Regions from separate parts of the Oryzias latipes genome. Here region 2 is linked to region 1. Evidence: chromatin contacts called from public Hi-C data. All regions are on one chromosome and are shown on one strand. Each heading gives the region's core, a stretch centred on a gene start, on an enhancer-like site or on the middle of the called end of the contact. The rest is flanking DNA. Distances are from core to core; before and after follow the strand shown. Region 1 holds the start of LOC101171755 (copine-4). Region 2 has its middle 23 kb from the start of LOC111948196.

Region 1 (7,195 bases), core at 2,351-4,850:
AAAAACCTTTATCATTTTCTATGGTGTAGTTTCTACAGAGCGGTACAGGTTTGTTAGAAATTTGCCTATAAGTTGTAGCTGTTGGTGTGGAGCAACCCCGCCCCCCTTTCTCTTCCACATCGCTGGGAGCTCCCTGTTTAAGTAGAGCAGGGAGCTTGTGGCCCACTCATTGTACAAATATAACTTTTTTAAATAGCATTTTTTTCGTCTGCTCCTGATTCACAACAACTTGAACAAAGAAATACTCAGAAATGTAATTTTGAGCTTCATTTTCTTTGAGGATGTCTTTAGAAAAATGCCACAAGAACATGTTCAAAACACAACTTTCCTTAGAGTGGGTCTTTAGGACACTTTATGATGTTTTATAAATATTCAGCTTTGTGCGTCAGGTTTGAAGCTTGTTTTAATTTAGCCAAAAAATGTCAAATCTGTCATCAGCCAGCATACCAGCAATTATGGTGCACACAAATTAACGAGCAGCATTAAATATATTTAAGCCTCACATATTCAATGGGTGTAGAAATGACAACGTGTTAATTAATGGGCTGCAGAGGTGTTGATGGGCCCGTTTTTAACATTTGGAAGGGGCTGTATCCGGGCAAACCTTCCGAGTCCCCACAGCTATACGCAGTAAGGGTGAGGGATCAATCTGCTGGATAATAAAAGTCTTTTTAAACTCCTAAAATATCCTGATGTTTACTTGAAGTTGGTGATATGTGAATAAAACGTGTGTGAGGCGCACTGCAGTGAGCCTTTATATTACAAGTGTAGCGTAAAGCCGGTGACACTTGGCTAGACTTAGCTGGAGGATTATTGCTGTGTTGGAAACACTGCATCTCATGTATAATTAATCTGAAAATGTACGGCACCGATTTTCCGGCCCATAAATGTGTAGGGCAGAACCCCTGGGTGGCCTCGGGTCCAGTTAGCCGAAAAAGCAGGATGACCGCAGATCTGTGGTTCTAGATGGTACCAGCTGAATATTCATGCAGTGGTCTAGTAGTACCATCCTCGGGGAGTCAAGCTCTTAGAAGTGGGTCTGATTCTGACCTGAATGTCTCTTTCTCTCCCTCTTCCCCTTCTTCCATAATTCATGTTCTAAGGGTGTGTGGGTGATTATTTTTAGCGAAGCTCAGTGAACGGTGTGTTTACAGAGACGTGGACAGAGCCACATGGCAGGTTTGTAACGCGCAGCAGATATGAGTGGGAGTGGCAAAAGTTTTTTTTATTTTTTATTGTGAACTGTTGTTTTGTGTCAGCGTGTGCATGTTCACTAAAGTGTGTGCGTGTGAAGAGCAGCAGATGCCTGTCTGTTCCAGCTGACAGCAGATGACACCAATAATAAAAAGAGATATGGAACATTTCTCTACCCAGAGCTGCTGTGTGCCGAAGCGGCCACGGTGGTTCAGTTAAGCATCAGCTGTCACATGTGTTACACATTGCTGTAGGTGACAATTAATTCTCACTTCACACTTCATCAAAAAAAATCTGGAAACATACAGTTAAAAAAAAACAACCAAAAAATTGCTGTTTTTGAAATGCAAATGATGTAGTTCCCACCAATAAAATGGACAAAAAAACAGGAAATGAAGCTTAACTAATAAAAAATTTCAGATCAAAAGCAAATAATAAACAATACATTTTAAAAAGAAATAAACACATACAATTTATTTTATTTTAGACAACTTTTTTCTGTAATCTTGAATTTGATGATTTGTTATTTGGGTTTTTGTTTTCATTTTTTTCTTATTGCATTTTAAAGACAAATCATGTTTTCGGTGTTTTTTACATGTTCTTGTGGCATTTTTCTGATGGTGGAGGACGTGTGAAAAAAAAACTTAAGATTAAAATTGGTTTTCTGAGTTTTTCTTTATTTAAAACGTTCAATCGCGGGGGGGAAAAGCGTATTTGTGATGTAGAAAATACGCTGTAGAAAGCGCTCTACTCCGCTCCATTCTGATGCATCCACTCGTAGACGACTAGATCCATGTACGTCTTTGTTTTGTTTGTCTGAGCTGGAATCTGGATCAATGCTGAACGCCTGGATAGCGCCAATGTTGCTCGCCATTTTTGTTGCACCAGTAAAGTGCAACAAAGGGTGAGAGGTTGTAGGCTAGTGGAAGAGCCTGTAAACACATAGGTGAGGGGAAGTGGGGACAGTCTTTGTCGCCTATATATCAGAGGCATTTTTTAATTAGCCACTGCTGCTCTGCAGAAACTATGTCTTAAAAAATTACACCGTTCTTTGTTTTTTTCTAAGAACAACATAATCTTAATTAAAAGACCACTGGGAACTCTTTTAAATTAGATCAAAAGATGATCAGAGAACATTAAAAAAATTCATAATTGTGTCAAATATTTGACTGTATTACTCTGAAAATGTTCCGATTCAAAACTTTGTCACTATAAGAGATATACCATTTTGAAATCTGAAAACTACCGTCAAACTGCAAATACCTTCGGAGAGCCTGGAAGTCATAAATAAAAACCAGAAGAGTCCCAGCTGATTGCTGAGGCACGTCTGCATCGTACCACTGCACTTCACTCTCAACCCACTCTCTACACACTGTGACAATCACTGGAGCTTGATTGTTTTGACCCTCCGTCTGTGAACAAGTGTATGTGCAAGTACATGCCAAATCGGTCACGAGGAGTAAAAGGTGGAAGGCAAACTCACCTGTGCTAGTGACTTCCATGACACCTGCTACATATTTCTGTGACCACAAATTCAATTATGAGATTGTAAGAGTCCAACACAAAAGAATCCAAAAGCATAGAGAAATCAACCAGAGGGAAATTTGATGAACTTTTCTGAGCAGACAGAAAGATTACTGAAGAGTTAATATGACACATGATGGATTAGTTAGAAAGTCATGAAAGATATTTGGGAAAGACGGGCAAATAAAATAGAAAGACACAAAGGAGAAAAGAAAGCAGAAACTAATGGAGAAAGATTTACTTTTATAAAACTGCTCCATTGAGGTTGTTCAGAAAAAAAAAAACATGTACCCTAACTGATTTCTTTGAAATGGGGATTTCCTCTTTTGTTTTGTTCTAGAATAACTCGTTTAAGCAATCACACAACATACATTGTTGCTGTTTCTGTGTTGGGCTGCATGTTTTCAGCCTCCACCCATCAGTGGCAGGACAGAAAATTGCGCGAAGCTCCCCCCAACAGTCTTTTACCCCTCGCGCATGATCCTACCTGCAAAGGGGAGACTCACCTATGCGTCCTGGAGAGGGGATCCGAGCGGAGCTGAGGAACTTCGCCACCGGTCACTGGACAATCACGAATACCTCTCCACCTCCGGACCCATCGCAGTGATAGATCTCTGTCCTCGCCTCAACCTACACCCCTCCACCACCACCTACTACTGCAGAGCTCGACCGGCTTGGGCACTGACAGTCCGAGCTGAACTCCAACAGCTAGGAGGATGCGCGCCACACGCCTGGTTGAGTGAAGGCTGAGGGCGAGGAGGAGGAGGACGCTACACCACTCTACTGGAGTTTGCACTACGCGGACTCCGTCAGGGGGCCGCATGGGAGCGCAGAGGACCGGGGGACCCGCGGTTTCTAAGTGCGGTGTTTTGGCGCCATCTTGTGGTGGCAGAGGTGAACTACTGCTCGCAGGGGCTGCTTCTCAGCTTTGATTGGCTGCGACGCGCCTCGCTGCTTCCTGTAATGAGCAGTGACCGCACACCTGTGACCGCCTGACAGCAGGAACCCGCAGTATCCTGCAGGTTCTTAAGCTTGAAATAGAATGATCCAGACGTTTGCAAAGTTGCTTTACAATTGTTTTGGTGGAAAGATACAAGATAGTTTTTAAAGATGAAAAATGTTGGTGTTTTTAACATGTTCTTGTAGCTTTTTTTCTGACATATATATTAAGCTTAAAATTGCATTTCTGAGTATTCTTTTATTCAAATTGCTGTAGATCAGGAGCAGATGAAAAAATTCCATTGAAAATGCTTGTAGATGTGAAGTAGAAAATCCGGGTCACAAACTCTCTGCATTCTGATGCATCAACTCGTGACTAACTAGATCAATTAATGTCTTTGTTTTCCTGGTCTGAGCTGGAATCTGGATCAGAACTCTTATGTTAGGTTGAGGCTACAGGTTAACGGGAGAGTCAACAAGTGGGTGACGGGAAGTGGGGCAGACTTGCTTCATGTCTACGGTCCTAGCCACAACGTAGAGGCAAATTTCTAATGAACTCCTGCTGCTCTGCAGAAACTATGTCCTAAAATACAACTCAAGCTTTTTTGTATTTTGTCCAAAAATGGTATAATCAAAATTAAAAGACCACTTGGAATGTTTTTACAATAGATTTAAAGATGATCAGCTGGTTTTTAATGTGGTTTGTTGTTGTTGCAATTTCTCTAGTAAACCTCACATGAGAGTTATAAAAACGGATCAACTTTTAAGGAAATATGAAGGGGAGCAAATGTATGCATCACAATATCTTTTTTTTACCTCTTTAAAAATCCTAGCCAGATGGCATTTCGTTTACAAATCAAAATACAAAAGCTGAGTATAGGTGGATTTTTGTGGCTTCTATAAATATATTGTCACTGAAAATTAATTTGTATCGTTGTAATAAGGCTATTCTAAATTTCATCCAAAAAATGGTCTTCATCAACTCCTAAACATGCACTCTTCTTGTGGCATTTTTCTGACGATGGAGGACATTTAAAAAGAAAATTAAGTTCAAAATTGCACGGTTGAGTATTTCTTTTTTCAAACCGTTGACAATCAGGAGCAGATGAAAAACAGAAAATATGCTGGGTGTGCCGCAAGCTCCCTGCTCTGCTCCATTCTGATGAATCCACTAGTAGACATATAGATCCATGTAAGTGTTTGTTTTCCACAACCGAGAGGGCATCTGACTCAGGACTGTACGGCTGGATAGCTCTAATATTGCTCACCATTTTTTTTGCACCTGTAATGTTAGGTTGGGAGGCTGAGGTACTGTGATCTATCAGGAGAGTGTGTAAACAGAGAGCTCTCGGTTATGTATGACGGGAAAGGGGGCAGGGTAGCTCTGCTCCAATGGAGCAAATTTCTAATGTACTCCTGCCGCTCTGCAGAAACTATGTCCTATAACATCACAGGTTTTTAGAATTTGCCTAACAACAGCATAATCATAACTAAAAGACCACTGGGAATGCTTTACAATAGATCAAAAGATGATCAGAGAGGGACTTTAAACCACTAATTGAAGACCGGTACATTAAATCTGTTTTTTAAACAATAAAATCATGTATTAGTAAATCTGTTCAGATCTAAATACAATAAAATGATGTGTAATTTAATGTCATAGTTTTTCTGTTATTTGTTTTTCTTCTCAGACATTTCGCATTTTTTTATTTTGGGCATGTATTTTATTTTCTAGGATCTGTTTTCCCCGTCGGGTCGCCTGTTGGATGAGATCACCCCGTGTTTTGTGGCGGAGCTCAGCCTTTGTGCGCGCGGACCACGCCCCGGCCACGGTGGAAGCGCCGCGCGGTACCCTAAGCTAGCTAGCTCCCAGCCGCTGCTACATCCGGGCGCTCCGTTAGGTTTACCCTGCGAAGATGGCGACTTCAGGGAGGAGTGCACTATTATCCTCCACCTCAAGTGGACCTAAGAGCACACTGGAGAATTCCAACCCAGAAGAAGAAGATGGACAGAACCTTTGGTGGGCGATAGGAGATTGAAGCGGGTTCATTGTGCTTACAGTTTGGGGACACTGAGAGCCCACAAAGCTGGAGAAATGATGGTTTGACAGCTAGCATGCTAAAAAAAAAAAGGCTAGCTAGCATCAGGACCAGACTCACTGGTGACACAGTCGAGCTCAGTTTAACTTGTGGCTTCATTGTTTATAAATAAATTCGTATGAATCTACGTCTTGTTTGGCTGTGCTGTAATAATGGAGGCGTGCTGTCTGCAGGTCTACCATCCTGAGTGAAGTGTCCACCCATTCAAGATCAAAGCTTCCGTCTGGGAAAAATGTCCTGGTTATGGGTGGGTATTATTTGCATGTCTGCTGGCTAGCCAGTGGGTACCGTTAGCTCTGGTACAGCCCATGAGTTGGTGATCACCTCCTCTTGCGTCTAATTCTGCGCGGTAGCTAAGCTAGCGGTATTCGCTTTGGAGCTGGAGCATCTCGCACACAGGACAGGTGTATTTCTTGAGCGCCTGCTGCTCGCGCGCGCGCACACACACGCGCCATCGAGCCGCCTCACTTTGAAACCATGCAAGTCATTGTGACATCCAGTGATGCTGCTGTACTGTAGCAGAGCTAGCAAAGATGAAAATAAACACAATGGATGACTGATTTTCTTTTCTTTCGGGCTTTAAATGATTTAAGCAGAGCGACTGCCTGCCTGTACCTTTAAATTAAGACCCACGTATATAAAACATACAAGCACATCTAAGCTAATCTGTGCCTTAAGTCGCCAAGATATAAATGTAAATGTGAACACTTGACTTGTTAGGATGTCCGTGGTGCAAAAACCCCCTATCGGTTCAGGTTAAAATGGCACAAAGAAAAAAAGATACTTGCAGACATGATGACCTTATAAAACACAGATCAAAAACAATGCATGGCAATACCATACCTCATATTCAAATTCAAAGAAATGTACATTATTTATTTAGTTGTAACTTTAATTTAACAGTATTTTATTGTATCAAAGTTGATATGAGAGTTTGAAGGGTTAAGATAAAAATAAAAATCAGAAAATCCACTCAAAAAATGCCATATGGATTTATGAAATCAATGGATCAATATTCCCCTAAAGGAACTTCCTCTCATTTCAAGCATAAATAACATGTATGTTACCTTTTAACCTTACAAATTGTAAATGTAAAACTGTAAATGTCTTCACTTTTGCCTGGTTTAAGTTGCTTGTTCATGAAATAGTTTTTTATTAAAACCAAATAAGGTATTGAATTGAAAAAAAGGAGTCACAATTTAAACTGTATGTGTTAATTGTGAACTAAATTGTAATACATAAAAGAAAGATAAATAGAATAGATTCAATAGATCTATCATAGATTCATTATTTCTTTTAAGGGGGTAGATATAAACTATTTAACACATTTTTTACACATATGATGCTCTTCCTGGTGGTCATTTTAGACAAGACATGAATGGTTTGTTATTTAAATAATTTGTTATTTACTATTTAAGTATTTCTAAACACACGATTTA
Region 2 (7,195 bases), core at 2,866-5,365, 65 kb before region 1:
GATAGATAGTATTCCAGACTCATAGTCCAATCAATAAAAAGGAGTACACCACTGCATTAAAAAGGACAGTGTCAAGAATACACAAGTTAAGAAGCAGCATATAAAAAATTACAGTAGTTAATAAAAAATTAATTAATTACAAAAAATAGGAATAAAATAAAAAATAAAATAAAAACATTGCTTATACATACCACACCATAAACATTAGCTACAAGGACAAATAAAACGTCAGTCTCTCCTGTGTTTCCATAAATTTGACTGGATCTCTTTGGCTCTAAATCTAATGTTACTTGTAGCCAAGAAGAATTCTTATCTTTTGGCTGCTTAGTTATTTTGTATCTGCCTGTAAATTTTAAAACCCACATATGTAAATATAACACGGTTACAAAAACGTTTTTTTTTTTCAAGAAAAAAAGTTAAACAAAAGCTTAAAAAAGCTTTAAAGTTTTCTTGCAGGACGCCGCATCAAGCCACCTTTACCACTGTTGTCCAGCAGAGTGCAGTGGTGTCCTCTAGTTAAATATATTCATCTTTTATTTTTTTGATGAGCGTACATATTCTGTGGGGAGTGATCACATCTGTCTCAACATCAAACTAGCAAAATAAGTCACCAAACAAAGTGAAGGAAAATAGATGACCTCCAGAGAGACGATAAGATGCTCTCGTGAGAAAACTGATCCCAGAGGAGCTGCTGTTCTCTTCTTTGCCCTGCTGCTCAATCCAGCTGATGCTATGATGATAGTCCTGAATTATACAATGATATATTATTAGCTCACATTAGGCGATACATAAAAATGCTTCTATTTAAAGTATAGAAATGAAATACACATGTGAATATGACTTTCTATTTAACAATCCTGACATGAGATACCCTTCTGACTAACGGTGGAAACATGTTATCCACTCAAAATTCCCACAACCCTGTCACCTGTAATACCATTGAAAAGCCCCAAATGTCATCTGGGTAGGATAACTTCAGAAGTAAAAATGTCTGGAAAAATTACCAATCCCATTCAGGAGGCTATGACAATTGTAAAAATCATAATAATTCCCCAAAACAATCAAATACAGGTTTATGAAAGGATCAACCCTATAGGTGTGGAAGTTTTAGTAAATTAGAACCCAAATGAAGAAGGTTTTGGTAAAATCTTCACTGTTATCTGAAAAGTTTTGTAAACTGATCCAATGTGACACAAGTGTTGGTGAAAGAGAGATTCAGACACGAATGATCTACAGACACTTCTGTTACTATTACTTCAAGCCTACTGCTAAGAGTCACAGGTATTGAAAGAACCGGAAAAAAGAACAATCCAAAGCAGCCCTTAGGACACAAGTGTTTCTGGGTCATCATCCCACACAAAAAATAGTTTTCCAAGGCAGCAATTCAGCCATTGTGGCAATTAAAGAACAGAAAAGTATCCAGTGTATTCTTGTTCATTTACCCAAGTTATGCAACAGATGTTTTGCCAACTTTGCTGTTAGAACATGGCTTTCTGCTGCATAGAACCACTTTTATAGTCTCGTGAGCCATTCAGCTACAGAGTTTGAACAGAAGCTGTAACAAGCTCCCTGCTCCGCTCCATTCTGATGTTTGTTATCGTTTGCCTCGTCTGAGATGGCATCTGTCTCAAAACTGTGCAGCCGGATAGTTCTGGTATTGCTCGCCATTTTTGTTGCACCGCTAATGTTAGGTTGAGGGTTTGAGGGGCTGTAAGCTAGGGGGCGAGCATGTAAACAGAGAGCCCCTCAGTTATGGGTGACATATCATTGCTCTGTGCCGATAGTCCCGCCCACAACTCAGAGGTACATTTCTAATAAACTACTGCCGCTCTGCAGAAACTTTGCACTTGGACTGATAAAGTATAAATAACTATAATTAGAAGTTACAGATCGAATTATGATAAAAATGTAGGAAGAAAAGAAAAAAAAATTAAATAACTAAGTAAAGCTTATTAAGGCTGGTATTGTATTTATGGTTTTCTTCCACCCTCCCTTATTAAAGCAAATAATTGGACTCTTTTTTATTTATTTATTTTTTAACTTGTCCTGTCCAACAGCTGGGCAGGCAGATGAGCACTGAGGGCCTCTTGGGACCCCCGGTCGCCCTGGGTGTCATCCGCTTCGGCTGCGGGGTCTGGAGTGGGGTGGGGTTGGGGGCTTGTCGGCCCTGTCCCGTGGGGGGGCGTTCTGGGGGGGAGGGGGAGCCCAATATTGGTACGGGACATGGGGGGTTGACGGTTCGGGGTCTCCGCTGAGGCAATCGGTGGTTTTCCCGGCCGGTTGGCTGCCTCGGTCCCGTCGAGGCCTGACCAGAGCTCTTCTAGGGCCGGCGTTTGGGGGTGGGGGCCTGGACTTCCTCGGGGGGGGGGGCGACGCCTTCTGGCTCCTCTCTCTCTCTGTGGGGTGGGTGGTGCTGGGCTTGGGGTGTCGGCGCCTCCGGGGATGGGGCTCCTGGGCTGGGTGGACCTGGCCACTATGCTGGGGGGGGGGGGGGGGGGGGGGGGGGGCTGGGGGACGGCTGTTTGACCACCGGGGGACAGTCTACCAGCTGTCCCCAACTTACCCCCTTCCTCGTATAACCTCATATTAGGGTGAGGGGTTTAGCCTGCAGTGCGCCTGGGGGGGGGGGGGGCTGGTCCTTGCCCCTGAGCGCTGGGCCCCGCCAAATTTCCAACTGTGGCCGAGCCTGGTCGGGCGATGTTTACAACACCCCTTGTGGGCTGGGTGGGTGGCTGCCTGGAGTGCGGAGCCGGTCTCCCTTGGGGGGTCCTGGCTCGTACCTGGGGTTGGGGCGGGGGGATGCCCGGAACTCCTGGGTGGTGATGGGGTGCTCGTCTGGGGCTGTGGGCGCCCTTCTCCGGTGGGGCCCTGAGTTGGGCTCTCCCGGTGCGGCGGGGGGGCTGCTCTCCTGGTTGGGCTGGGGCGACGCTCTCTTTCCCCCCATGCCTCCCTGCTCTCTGGCTCTGGGGGCCTCGCGGCGGTCCTGCTGGCCCTGGCCTGGGTGGCGGATTTGGTCGCCCGGGGGGCGGTTGTTCCCTGCCTGCTCCCGGGGGGCGGTTGTTCCCTGCCTGCTCCCGTGTGGCGTTGGGGGGGTTCCGGCTGCCGCTGCTGCTGCGGCGGGGGTCTTGGTGTGGGGATGGCTGGGCACTCTCCTTCCTTCTTTTCACATTCCTCCATCCATTTTAGAAGAACATAAACACTCACCTGAGCACAGGTGTTAGCTCACCTTTGCACTAATAGTTTGTGTGATTGAATGAAGGAAATATTTCACACTAGTTGGTTTTAAGGCATAAGTATGCGTGTGTGAACACTATCTGTTTTGTGTACATGTTGACATGTGGACATTTTTGCAGCTAGCAGGTGTGTTGATAACATTTTAGTGTGTGTGTGGACAGGCCCCGCCCTTTTTGTACTACATTTGAACCTTACCATAATGATGAACAACCAGTAAACTTGTTGCTTTATGCTGCTTCATGGTCTTACCCCCCCTCCCTCCTATTATTACCCTCCTATCCCCCCTCTTTAACATCCCTCTCTCTTCTTCCCTTCTTTCCTTTTCCGTCCGGTCCAACACCAAAGATTTTCAAACATGGTTGAAATTAATAAAGTTTGGCCTCATTTACTAAAGGGGTTTATTCAGACATACCTTTGGTTTGTCTGAAGATTAATAACGCCTATTGTTAAAGTAATTGGACTCTTTTTCACAAACTACACATTTGGTGGATTCAGTGTTTTGCATGTTTAAGTGTCTATTTATGATATATGATTGACAGTAATTATTACGCCACCTTTTAAATGTTTATGTGCATATTTGAATATGTATCTTTCTTCTACTTTTTAAAATTTTCCAATCAAGTCCTGATTAATCATCTTAGGTTTGATATATTTATGTATAAATATATATTTTTGTTTGAATGTGTTTGTATTTTTTACTTTGATGGCTTGAAATACACCAATGAAAATTCCATTTTGGGTCATGTTACCCTGCATGACCCGGTTTCATCGTGGGCCTCATGTTTGTGCAGCTCCTTGGCGAACCACTGAGCGGCAGCCTCGGCCTGCAGTGCAGCCTGAGCAACCGGAGAATTCAGGAGCCACCAGCGTTTTGAAAGTGCTGATCTGCATCCTCATTAGCATTCCCTTTGTGTCCACTGAGGGAATGTGTGCTGATTCAACATGATGCTGGGATAAGAGTTTGTTATCTTGCGCATATCTCGAGGATCTCAGGCATTTGAGAGGAGATGACAGTTATAAGATATTGTACATCTGTAGGTGACAGTGAGTGCAGAGAAGATACTGTGTTCTACAGTTTAAACTAAGTCAAGGAGATTATTTCTTGGCACATAGTATATTTAGATTTTTTACATTTTGTCTGCTGTGAGACTATCCATAAGGTACTAAAGGTACTTTTTTGAGTCAATCCCAAAACCAAACTTTTCAGTCCAAAAGTTTTCCGTCTTTCTGTCATCATAATGGAGGAAAAAGGAAAGGTTTTTAAAACTGACACTATCTTTGATAATGTAGTAAAAAGCAGTACATTTGAAGTTAATTTTATTAAGTATAATTGAGTATAAGAATAGCAAGTGTAGTTTACCATAGACCATGTAGGTGTAGCGTAAGAAGCACGCTAAATGAATTCTTCTTTAGACTAAATAGGAACATTTTGAGTTTACAATATATAGATGGTATGTAAAAACTAAAGTAAACTTCAAGTATAGTGCTTCCCTTTTAGTACAGACGAATTATACTTGCAGTACATTTAAACAGATTACTTTCTGCCAAAGGATGACTAATCATCCTAAGTTTGAGATCCCCCAACAAAAAAAAGTAAACTTGAAGTTTATTTTATGAAGTAGAAGTATGGTTAGTGTACTGTAGATTATATACGTGTGGTGTAGGAAGTGTACTACCTGAATACTTCTTCAGACAAAATTGAAGCATAATACATTCAGAACATATAGATAGTGTGTAAAAAGCAAATTTCAAGTATACTGCTTCACGTTTAGACTAGACTAAGTATTCTTGTAGTAGACTACTTTTTGCCACACTCATTCCAACGACACAATAAAAAATGCTGTTTTAATTTAATGTAAGTCCAAAAAGGTGAAAAATCAAAGGCATTTCTCTCAGGTTTGGTTCAGTGAGTTTTAAACTCTATTTCTTCAGTCGCTCTTTCAGAGACAGTTCTGTGTTTTAGAGAAAAGTGTGATGTGATCGGATGCGTTTGTTTATCACTTTTGCCAGGTTTTTGTGTCAAATTCTTTGCTCTAGTTTCATGTTTTGGTCAGCTGGTGAGCCTCTTCTGTGGGGCAGCGACCGTCTCAACAGTAAAACATCAGATTCTGGAAGAGACATCAGGGGTCTCCAACCCATGATTTGGATTTTTCAAATACTCTCGTGAGGAATTTAGAAATCCACTGGTGATTCATGATTGTATCATTCATTCACAGTGATACAAACATGTTTTTTGCACCAAACAGAGCCGGAGAATTCTGCGAGGGGTCAAATTTTGGTTTAAATAGTGAGAGACAGACTGCAAAACCGGAATCTTAAGAAAGTTAAAAGACCCGTGGTTCAAGAGAAATGGCTTTTTTTCTGTCTCGCAAGAAAAATAATTTTATCAAGAAAAGTTTTTCAATAGCAAAATAATCTTAGTTTAGGAAGAAATCTTCCAGTAACTGGAATTTTTTTCTTATTTTAAACATTCTTGGTAAATCAATTTTTCTTACCCCATTTTTTTCCTTATTTTAAGAATACTTTACTTCTTTCAAGGGGTCTTGATATCGTAGCCCATTTTAAAGCTTTTAAACCACAAACCAGCCGATCTTCATGGTCTCATCTTCTCCCTCCTCTTCTTCTTCTTCTGCTATCTTTCTCCCTTTCACATGCAGCAAACCCCCCCCCCCCCCCCCCCCCCCCCCCCCCCCCTACTTTCAGCCTCTCCCTCTGCTTTTATATTGATTTACTCGACATCCCGTGGTCACATTCTTGTGGTGAAGGTTTCCGGTTGAAAACCTCTGACATTTACCTCCCAGTCTCAACATGGTTCATTTAAACCCCATGAAAACAGTGCACTTCTCCATGTCAGCACTCTGATGAAAGTTAAGAGATAATAGGAATTGAGTAATGAACCCCAGAGCTTGAAAAGGTGTCAGCTGATGTCCGACTCTGGCCATAAACGTCTTTGTCACTTTTCCTTTTTTTTTCCTTTTCTTCGGAATGTCCTCTCTGACTGCTTTTTGTTCAACTTACTCATTCCTCCTCTGATCCTTGTTACCATGGAGATGTCAGATCTTCTGTGAGCTGTAAATGAGGAGAAAAAAGTGAGGCACAATGAAAAGTAGTAAGGAAGACAGCCTTTGTAAGGTCATGTTGCAGCCAAAAGTGCACGCGCACACACACAAATGCATGAAAAACAAAAAAAACTCTGACAGGAGGGAGAAGAACACCTACAGAGAGTAAAGTCAGGGCCCAAAGGCTGCACCCTGCTCTCACCCAGCGGTGCTGGAAGGAAGGAACCAAAAATTTACCACCACAGGTGGGAGGCACACATTCACACACCCCTGAGACGCAGGTGCGCACACCTGGGAGGGGCTCACCCCAGCGGGATCACTGGCAGAGCAGCTTACACAGATATGTGGTAACAGCTTTACATGAGAAGTAACTCTGTCTGTTTATGACATTTATTCATATTACCAAGCTGGACTCACTGCTTTTGATGCAAAGAGGAAATCATTTATTTCCTTGCGTAAATTAACTTGAAAGCTTACGTAAACAATTCCTAATATAATTGCCCGCCAATACAAGTCAGTGTGAAATTGCATTAGCACTCTCATTCCGCTCTTCTCTTCCTGTCACTGTGTAACTGGCTGCCTGACTGAGGCAGTTAATATGTTCAAGAGCCAGCTGTCCCTCAAATAACACACTCAATAATTCATATCAGGGGGCACACACATTCAACGCCACACAGAAGCACAAATCTGTGTGCGTGTCGACATGCAGGTCAGTTCAGCGGTTTTGAGTGGATCACCGAACCGGGAGAAGTTTATAAAACCACACAGCTCCGTACACTGACCTTTAATTTTATGCCTCTGCTGGCAGAATAGCACAATATTTGATATTTTTAGCACAGATTTTCTAAAGCTGAATGCTCTGATGTGGAGGATACCACGGAGATGTTAGTTTGCCCCAGTAT

The links. Hi-C and Micro-C count contacts between places; a contact is called where the count stands out from the background.
Region 2: a Hi-C map of gastrula embryo shows a contact between it and region 1, with 3 times the contacts expected there. The contact joins the enhancer-like site here to the promoter of LOC101171755 in region 1. A contact is called at or near these places in 5 of 5 Hi-C or Micro-C datasets (embryo, fibroblasts and gastrula embryo).

The regions. Positions count from the first base shown.
Region 1 is chr11:9,326,484-9,333,678 of ASM223467v1, reverse strand. LOC101171755 (copine-4) reads right to left here and starts at 3,600. Exons shown (of 17, transcript XM_023960051.1): 1 at 3,225-3,600. LOC101164165 (cytoplasmic dynein 1 light intermediate chain 1) reads left to right here and starts at 5,451. Exons shown (of 12, transcript XM_011480794.3): 1 at 5,451-5,677; 2 at 5,930-6,003. The coding sequence starts at 5,574.
Region 2 is chr11:9,391,626-9,398,820 of ASM223467v1, reverse strand. No RefSeq gene overlaps it. Among protein-coding and RNA genes, the nearest start is that of LOC111948196, 23 kb to the left of the region's middle. Within about 2 kb of position 4,115, at least 1 of the 8 cell types and tissues checked has an H3K27ac peak or open chromatin away from gene starts, as enhancers often do. A contact at or near this core is called in gastrula embryo, where this site is marked.